Regions from separate parts of the Anser cygnoides genome. Here region 2 is linked to region 1. A link is a contact called in public Hi-C data. All regions are on one chromosome and are shown on one strand. The core of a region is the stretch at or near the end of the contact, and the rest is flanking DNA. Distances in the headings are between cores, read along the strand shown.

The links. Hi-C and Micro-C count contacts between places; a contact is called where the count stands out from the background.
Region 2: a contact with region 1 is called in a Hi-C map of liver, with 7 times the contacts expected there. The contact joins the promoter of HSPA2 here to the promoter of BTBD6 in region 1. A contact is called at or near these places in 2 of 7 Hi-C or Micro-C datasets (both in liver).

The regions. Positions count from the first base shown.
Region 1 is chr5:58,920,275-58,923,963 of Taihu_goose_T2T_genome, forward strand. It overlaps BTBD6 (BTB domain containing 6), which reads left to right and starts at 2,106. Exons shown (of 5, transcript XM_048080665.2): 1 at 2,106-2,469; 2 at 2,808-3,099; 3 at 3,221-3,311; 4 at 3,623-3,689. The coding sequence starts at 2,897. The region is part of intron 2 of BRF1 (BRF1 RNA polymerase III transcription initiation factor subunit); the gene reads right to left.
Region 2 is chr5:59,051,928-59,055,325 of Taihu_goose_T2T_genome, forward strand. HSPA2 (heat shock protein family A (Hsp70) member 2) reads right to left here and starts at 1,778. Exons shown (of 1, transcript XM_013183105.3): 1 at 1-1,778. The coding sequence starts at 1,681.

The sequences.
Region 1 (3,689 bases), core at 856-3,355:
TGCCCTGTTGCTCTCCGTAATTACCACGATCACAGCGAACGTGATTACGCCTGTCAGTCCTACAGAGGCACGTAAATGTAAGCGTTGCACTTAGCGAGCAAAAACTTCCAGCCGCATCTCCCTCAAAACTTCAGAAACGCCCAAGTGCAGCCGTCTCCTAAACGTGATGACAAAAACCCAGGGATTGACCGATCCCTGTGATTTTTTAAGGCTCCATACTTCCAACTATCCGTGCGGTGTGCTACTAGATCCCTACCTACTAGTAGCTCCCTACCATGTTTAGGTGCTCGTTGTAAGCAGATTGCCTGGGAGAACAGCTTAGGAAAACCCATTTTTAAGCACTTTTTCACATACATGCCCATTGACACAACTACAGTTTGTTAGAAAAGTAGGGTTTATAAAATTATCAGAAACAAACCCAAAATAGGAGAAGAAGCGCTTCCAGGAGCGATGGGTGCCTGGCACCCAAAGCCCCCCGGTGCCTGCTCTGCCCCCAGCTGCCTGTTTTGGGGCAGGGACCCGGCTCCTGCCAAGGACAGGGGTTGCAGTGGGGGCTCCTCGGCCCCCTCTGGGATCGGGGAGCACCGAGGCAGGTCCGCGTGGCGGCTGCTCTGAGGTCTCTGCCAGCGCTCGTGCCCACGGGTCATTTGCCAAAACATTACACGTCGTTAATTCAAGTTCTGAAAGCTACCAGTCAGAAAATGAATACACGGACGGTTTTTAAGCGAAAAGCCATAAAGAGGCCATAAATGGCCAGGATGCAAAGCTACCAATACATAAATTAAACGTCGGGCCAAAGCTAACACGACCATCTCCGGCATGGGCCGAAAAAAAATAGGAACAAAGACTTCTTAAGATGCTGCTAAACCCAAAGCAGGGCGAACGAACCCTTCTGGGGTTCAACCCAAGTTGCAGCAGCCCAGCACCGCGCTGCGCCCCAAGGAGCCCCCCCTGTCCCCAGGGGCTCAGGTCCTCGCTCAGGGGCTGCTGCTTCGGCTGGGGCAAAACCGGCTTTCCGCAACGGGGGCTGCGACGCAAATGGGTTTATTTATTTATTTATTTTATTTTATTTTTAAGGAAAGGCGCAGCTCCCTATCCCACCTGCAGAAGTGGCAGGAAGAGTGAAAAACTCCCAGTGCAGTGTTTAAGAGAGCCTTCCCCGGCAGTAACGGGGCTGCAGGGCGGGCGAGGAGCACGGGGGGAGCGAGGAGGGGGCACTGTGAGGGCCTCAGGGTGATGAAATAATAAATGTAGGAAAAAAAAGGGGGGAAATCAATAAAGGGGAAAAAATAAAGAGGGAAAAAACAGGGGGAAAAAAGAGGGGAGAAAAGGGGTAAAAAGGGGGGGGAGAAAAGGGGAAAAAAAGGGGGGGGGAGAGAGGGAAAAAAGGGGGAAAATACAAAGGGGAAATAAATAAAAGGAGAAAAATAAAGGGGGAAAAATAATGGGGTGAAAAAATAAAGGGCAGAATAAACGGGGGAAAAAATAAAGGGGATAAATAAAGGGGGGGAATAAAGAGGGGGAATAAAGGGAGGGGTTGAAGGGGGAAAAAATAGGGGGAAAGAATAAAGTGGGAAAAATAGGGGGGAAAGTAAAGTGGGAAAAAATAAATGGGGAAAAATTAAAGGGGGGTGGAAATAAAAGGGAAAACTAAAGTGGGAAACCGGGGTGTGGGGGCAGTACCCGCCAGAAAGGCTCCGGGAGGAGGCCCCGGGCCCCCCCCCGGTCCGCACAGCCCATCCCATCCATCCCACCCCCCCCATCCCACCCCATCCCACCCCCCCCCGCCCCAGCGCGGGGCAGCGGCGCCCCCGCCCGGTGCGGCCGGGAAGTGCGGCGGGGCGGGGCGGGGCCGGCTCGGCCGCGCTCGGCTCTCCTCGGCACATCTCGGCTGCGCTCGGAAGCGCTCGGCACATCTCGGCGGTGCTCGGCGCTGCGCACGGCCCCGGCCGCTCTGCGCCCCCAGGCGGGCGTCGGAGACTGGGGAAGGGTGGGAAGGAGGAGGAGGGGGGGGGGGGGGGCGGCTCCCCCCGGCTCCCCGGATTGGCGGGGGCGGCCGTGACGCGCGGCGCGGCGCTGCCTATTAGGGCGGGAGGCGGAGGCAGGGCCCGGCAGAGCCGAGCGGAGCCGAAGGGAGCCGAGCGGGGCCGAGCCGCGTCCCGCCGCCGCCGTGAGGGGAGCGCCGAGGGGCAGCGACGCCCCCGCGGCGGGGCGAGGAGGAGGAAACTTGGTGCGGGGCAGCCGGAGCCGCCCCGGGCCCGGCCCCTGCCCCTGCCCCGCCGCCGATGTGCCCCCGCAGCCGCCGCCGCCGGGCGGGGAAGGACGGAGCCGGGCGCGATCGTTCGCAGCAGCAGCGGGGAGCCGGCGGGTGGCTGCGCCTCGGCGGGCTGTAGCGGCTGGAGGACCCGGGGACTGACTGTCGCTCCTCAACCCTGCGTCTGCTCTGCTGGATCTGTGGCTTTTTCGGTGGTGTGTGCTTGGTTTTTTTTTTTTTTCTATTTTTCTATTTTTTTTTTTAAATATATTTTTTTTCCTCGGGGGGAAGGAGCTGCCTGCCAGCCCTGCTCGCTGCAGTCGTGGCGGCGGCGCGGAGGCTGGGCAGCCCCCCTTGGAGCCAAGGAGAAAAAAAGAGGAAAAAGAAAGGAGGAAAAAAAAAAAGAGGTCACCCCGCACCTAGAAGCGAACCGCGTCTCCTGCTAGCGGGACCTGCGCTTGGGATCTGTTAGTTCTCTTGCTCATGCCACTGCCCCATGGTTGCCTCAATGGCAGGATCATGAAGTGTTTGACTTTTTTTCTTCTGCTTCCAGAGACCTTAAAGAAGTCCAAAAAGAGCGTGAGGCCAAACGGCAAGGTGCCAGGATGCTATGAGATAGTGCCCCTGGCCCTGAAGAAGAAGATGGCTGCAGAACTTTACCCTGCCAGCGCCAACACCAACATCGCCAACAGCAACGCCGCCGCCACCGCTGCCAACAGCAAGAAGAACGCGCTGCAGCTCCAGCAGAGCGCCCAGCCGCCCCCGCCGCCCCAGCTCCAGAACCTCAACAACAACAACTTGGAGAGCGCCAACTGGCAGTCCTTCCACCCCACGCTGCGCGAGAGGTAAGGGACGAGGGACAAGGGGCAACCGGCCCCGCCGCCGGGCTGGTGGCTTCGGGGGGCGACGGGGGGCTGCCCGCCCCAGAGCGGCCTCCACACCTCCCTCCCTTCCCCTCGCTTGCAGGAACGCGCTGATGTTCAATAACGAACTCATGGCTGACGTCCACTTCATCGTGGGCCCGCCAGGGGCATCCAAGAAAGTTCCTGCCCATAAGGTTTGTGCGGAGCATTATTTTTGTTCCCCCCCCCCCCCCCCCCCCCCACTTTTTGTGATGCTGCTGAGTATATCCCCTCTCTACCCCACCCCCATGACAACTCTTTTCCATTTTTTTCTTAATTATCCTTCTTGCCTAATCCCAGAAGTAATTCACATATATGGCAGTTAAAGGGAACTGTCTAAGGCGGGCGCCTGCCTCAGCTGCAGCTTTTAACTTTCCCTAAGTGTAGCTCTTATCAAGAGCCAGCACGCTCAGTCATCACAGACGCACGGTACTGAGGCTTCTCTCCCTCCCTCTCTATTTTCCAGTACGTTTTGGCAGTCGGTAGCTCTGTCTTCTACGCTATGTTTTATGGTGATCTCGCAGAGGTCAAAT
Region 2 (3,398 bases), core at 528-3,027, 130 kb after region 1:
GTTTATCATCCTCCACCGTCTGCTTCATGTTGTAAGTGTAGGACTCGAGCGAGTTCTTGGCTCCCACCCGATCTCTGTTGGCTTCGTCCTCTGCTTTGTATTTCTCTGCTTCTTGCACCATACGGTCAATGTCATCCTTGCTAAGGCGACCCTTGTCATTGGTGATTGTTATCTTGTTCTCCTTACCCGTGCTCTTGTCCACCGCACTGACGTTCAGGATACCATTGGCATCTATGTCGAAAGTAACCTCGATCTGGGGGACTCCGCGGGGCGCTGGGGGGATGCCTGTTAGATCAAACTTGCCCAGCAAGTTGTTGTCCTTGGTCATAGCCCTCTCACCCTCGTACACCTGGACCAGGACACTGCTCTGGTTGTCTGAGTAGGTGGTGAAGGTCTGAGTTTGTTTGGTGGGAATGGTGGTGTTACGCTTGATGAGGGCAGTCATCACTCCACCGGCTGTCTCGATGCCCAGGGACAGGGGGGTGACATCCAGCAGAAGCAGATCCTGCACATTCTCGGACTTGTCTCCCATGAGGATAGCTGCTTGCACTGCAGCACCGTAAGCAACAGCCTCATCAGGATTGATGCTCTTGTTGAGCTCTTTGCCATTGAAGAAGTCCTGTAGTAGTTTTTGGATCTTGGGGATACGGGTGGAGCCTCCAACCAGCACGATCTCCTGGATCTGGCCCTTGTCTAGCTTGGCATCACGCAGGGCCTTTTCTACTGGCTCCAGGGTGCCACGGAAGAGGTCGGCATTGAGCTCCTCAAAGCGGGCACGAGTAATGGAAGTGTAGAAGTCAATGCCCTCGTACAGGGAGTCGATCTCAATGCTAGCTTGCGTGGAAGAGCTGAGAGTGCGCTTTGCCCTCTCACAAGCCGTACGCAGCCGCCTCACCGCACGCTTATTGCCAGCAATGTCACGCTTGTGCTTACGCTTGAATTCTTCCACAAAATGGTTCACCATGCGGTTGTCAAAGTCCTCCCCCCCCAGGTGGGTGTCCCCAGCTGTGGACTTCACCTCAAAGATGCCATCCTCAATGGTAAGGATGGAAACATCGAAAGTGCCCCCTCCCAAGTCAAAGATGAGCACGTTCTTCTCGCCAGCCCGAGTACCTTTCTTGTCCAAGCCATAAGCTATCGCAGCTGCTGTGGGCTCGTTGATAATACGCATCACATTCAGGCCAGTGATGGTGCCAGCGTCTTTGGTGGCCTGGCGCTGGGAGTCATTGAAGTAAGCAGGCACTGTGATGACAGCATTCTGCACCTTGCGCCCCAGATAGGCCTCGGCAATCTCCTTCATCTTGGTAAGCACCATGGAGCTGATCTCCTCGGGGAAGAAGGTCTTCATCTCACCCTTGTACTCCACCTGCACCTTGGGCTTGCCACCCTCGTTCACCACACGGAAGGGCCAGTGCTTCATGTCTGACTGCACCGTGGGGTCATCATACTTGCGGCCGATGAGGCGCTTGGCATCAAAGATGGTGTTGGTGGGGTTCATCGCCACCTGGTTCTTGGCAGCATCGCCGATGAGCCGCTCAGTATCGGTGAAGGCCACATAGCTGGGCGTGGTGCGGTTGCCCTGGTCGTTGGCGATGATCTCCACTTTGCCATGCTGGAAGACGCCCACGCATGAGTACGTGGTGCCCAGGTCGATGCCGATCGCCGGCCCTTTGCCAGACATGACGGCGGCTTTCTGCGATCAGCTGCTCGTTCGCTCCCGGTTACGTCCCCGCCACCCGCTCCCGCTGCCTTCTGCGGCACGTTCTGCCGTTGCAGCGCCGTCCGCGCCCCTTTTATAGCCCTCTCAGCCTCCTTCTGGAACCTGCCAGAACCCCCCGGACCAATCCAGACACCCGCCTGCCGCGAGCGACCAATCGCCGCCGCGCCTCCACGAGGAGCGCCCGCCCCCTGCCTCCTAGCCAATCAGAAGCGCGCCGCCCCCCTGCCAGCCCCGCCCCTCCCCGCCGCGCGGCGGTGGCCGGCCTTCTTCCTGTTGTTTCTCGATCCGTCTCGCTTGCCAGCGTGCGCCACGGCCGCGGGCCAATCACAGCGCGCGCTCCCCGCTCGCCCCGCCCCCCCCGCCCCGAAACTCTGCTAGAAAGTTCCAGTGGACGTTAGACGCGAGGGCCGGGGATCGACGTCAGCGTTATCCAATAGGAAGCGGGCAGGAGGGCGAGGGGGCGGGGCAAGCGGGGGCGGGGCGTGGTCGCTACGCAACTCGCGCCGCGCTGCCAAGGGGCTGGGCGCGCCCCCCCCCCCCCCCCCCCCCCCCCCCCCCCCGAATCCCGAGCCCCTGAGGGGCGCCAGGGGAGGGGGGCCGGGGGGGCAGCAGCTCGCCTCGCAGTGTTTGTAATTCCTGAAAGTTCCGTCAAACGCTGCGTGTCACCTCCCAGCGGCCGGCTGGTGGCGAATTTACCCTTATTTGGTCGCAAGGCGGCAGTTCCCCCCCCCCCCCTCCTCGTCCCTCTCACGCCGCCCTCCTGCCAGCCCGCCCCCGTCTCGTCAGGGAGCTGCGGCCGCTGAGGCGCCCCCCCCCCCATACCCCCCCGCCCCGTTCCTGAGGAGAATTTTCCTCAGAGCTCGGCTCGTTCCCTCTATGGCAGAGGGACAGTCCCGCCGCCAGCGGGGCCGAGGCAATTTTTAGCCTTATTTCGGCTTAACTTGGCGGGCTGACAGCCGCCGCGGCCGGGCAGACGGACGGACAGACGGACAAACTGCCCGCCGCTTCTCCCCTCAGCCCGCCGCCCCGAGCAGCCCGCCCGCGGGGGGCTGTCACCTCCGGTGGCCGCCGAGGCACCTCGCTGTCCCCCTCTGGAAAAGAGCAGCGTGGGCGGCTGGGGAGCCCTGTTGCTGCCTGTTGGCCATTCTTGAAACGTCTCCAAATTTTTGTCGGTTGTGCTAATGTAAAATGTCGTCACGCCTACATTTAGCAAAGGCTTTGGGGCTATTAACTCGGAGCGAGGCGAGGGCTTTGATGAAAATATATTAAACATGAAAATCTGCCGCGGTTGCTCCAAGTTATTCCTCCTAAGTTTGAGGCAAACACTTCAAAATATTCCAATTATAGTCAGGAGACCAAAATGCCGCGTTCAGATCTCTCTTCCCCTGAGCAACTTGTGGATAGCTGCTTTAAAAGTGCAGCTGAAAGTCTGCTACACACAGACTTTTGTGTTACGTGAAGGAAGGATTAAACGCACTGTATGTTTAAATCATCTTTCGTTAATGTTGTCCCCAGCCTTTAGCGTTATGTTATAGCAGCCCTCATAGAAAATGTTACAGCTTTTACCAGTATGGCTTATGCTCATGCAGTTATTACACCCTCTCAGAAACATCCTTGTTTCAATTAGTTTGTTTTTGAAAACGTTTTTACATGACATGAAAATTCTGCCTCTTATGTA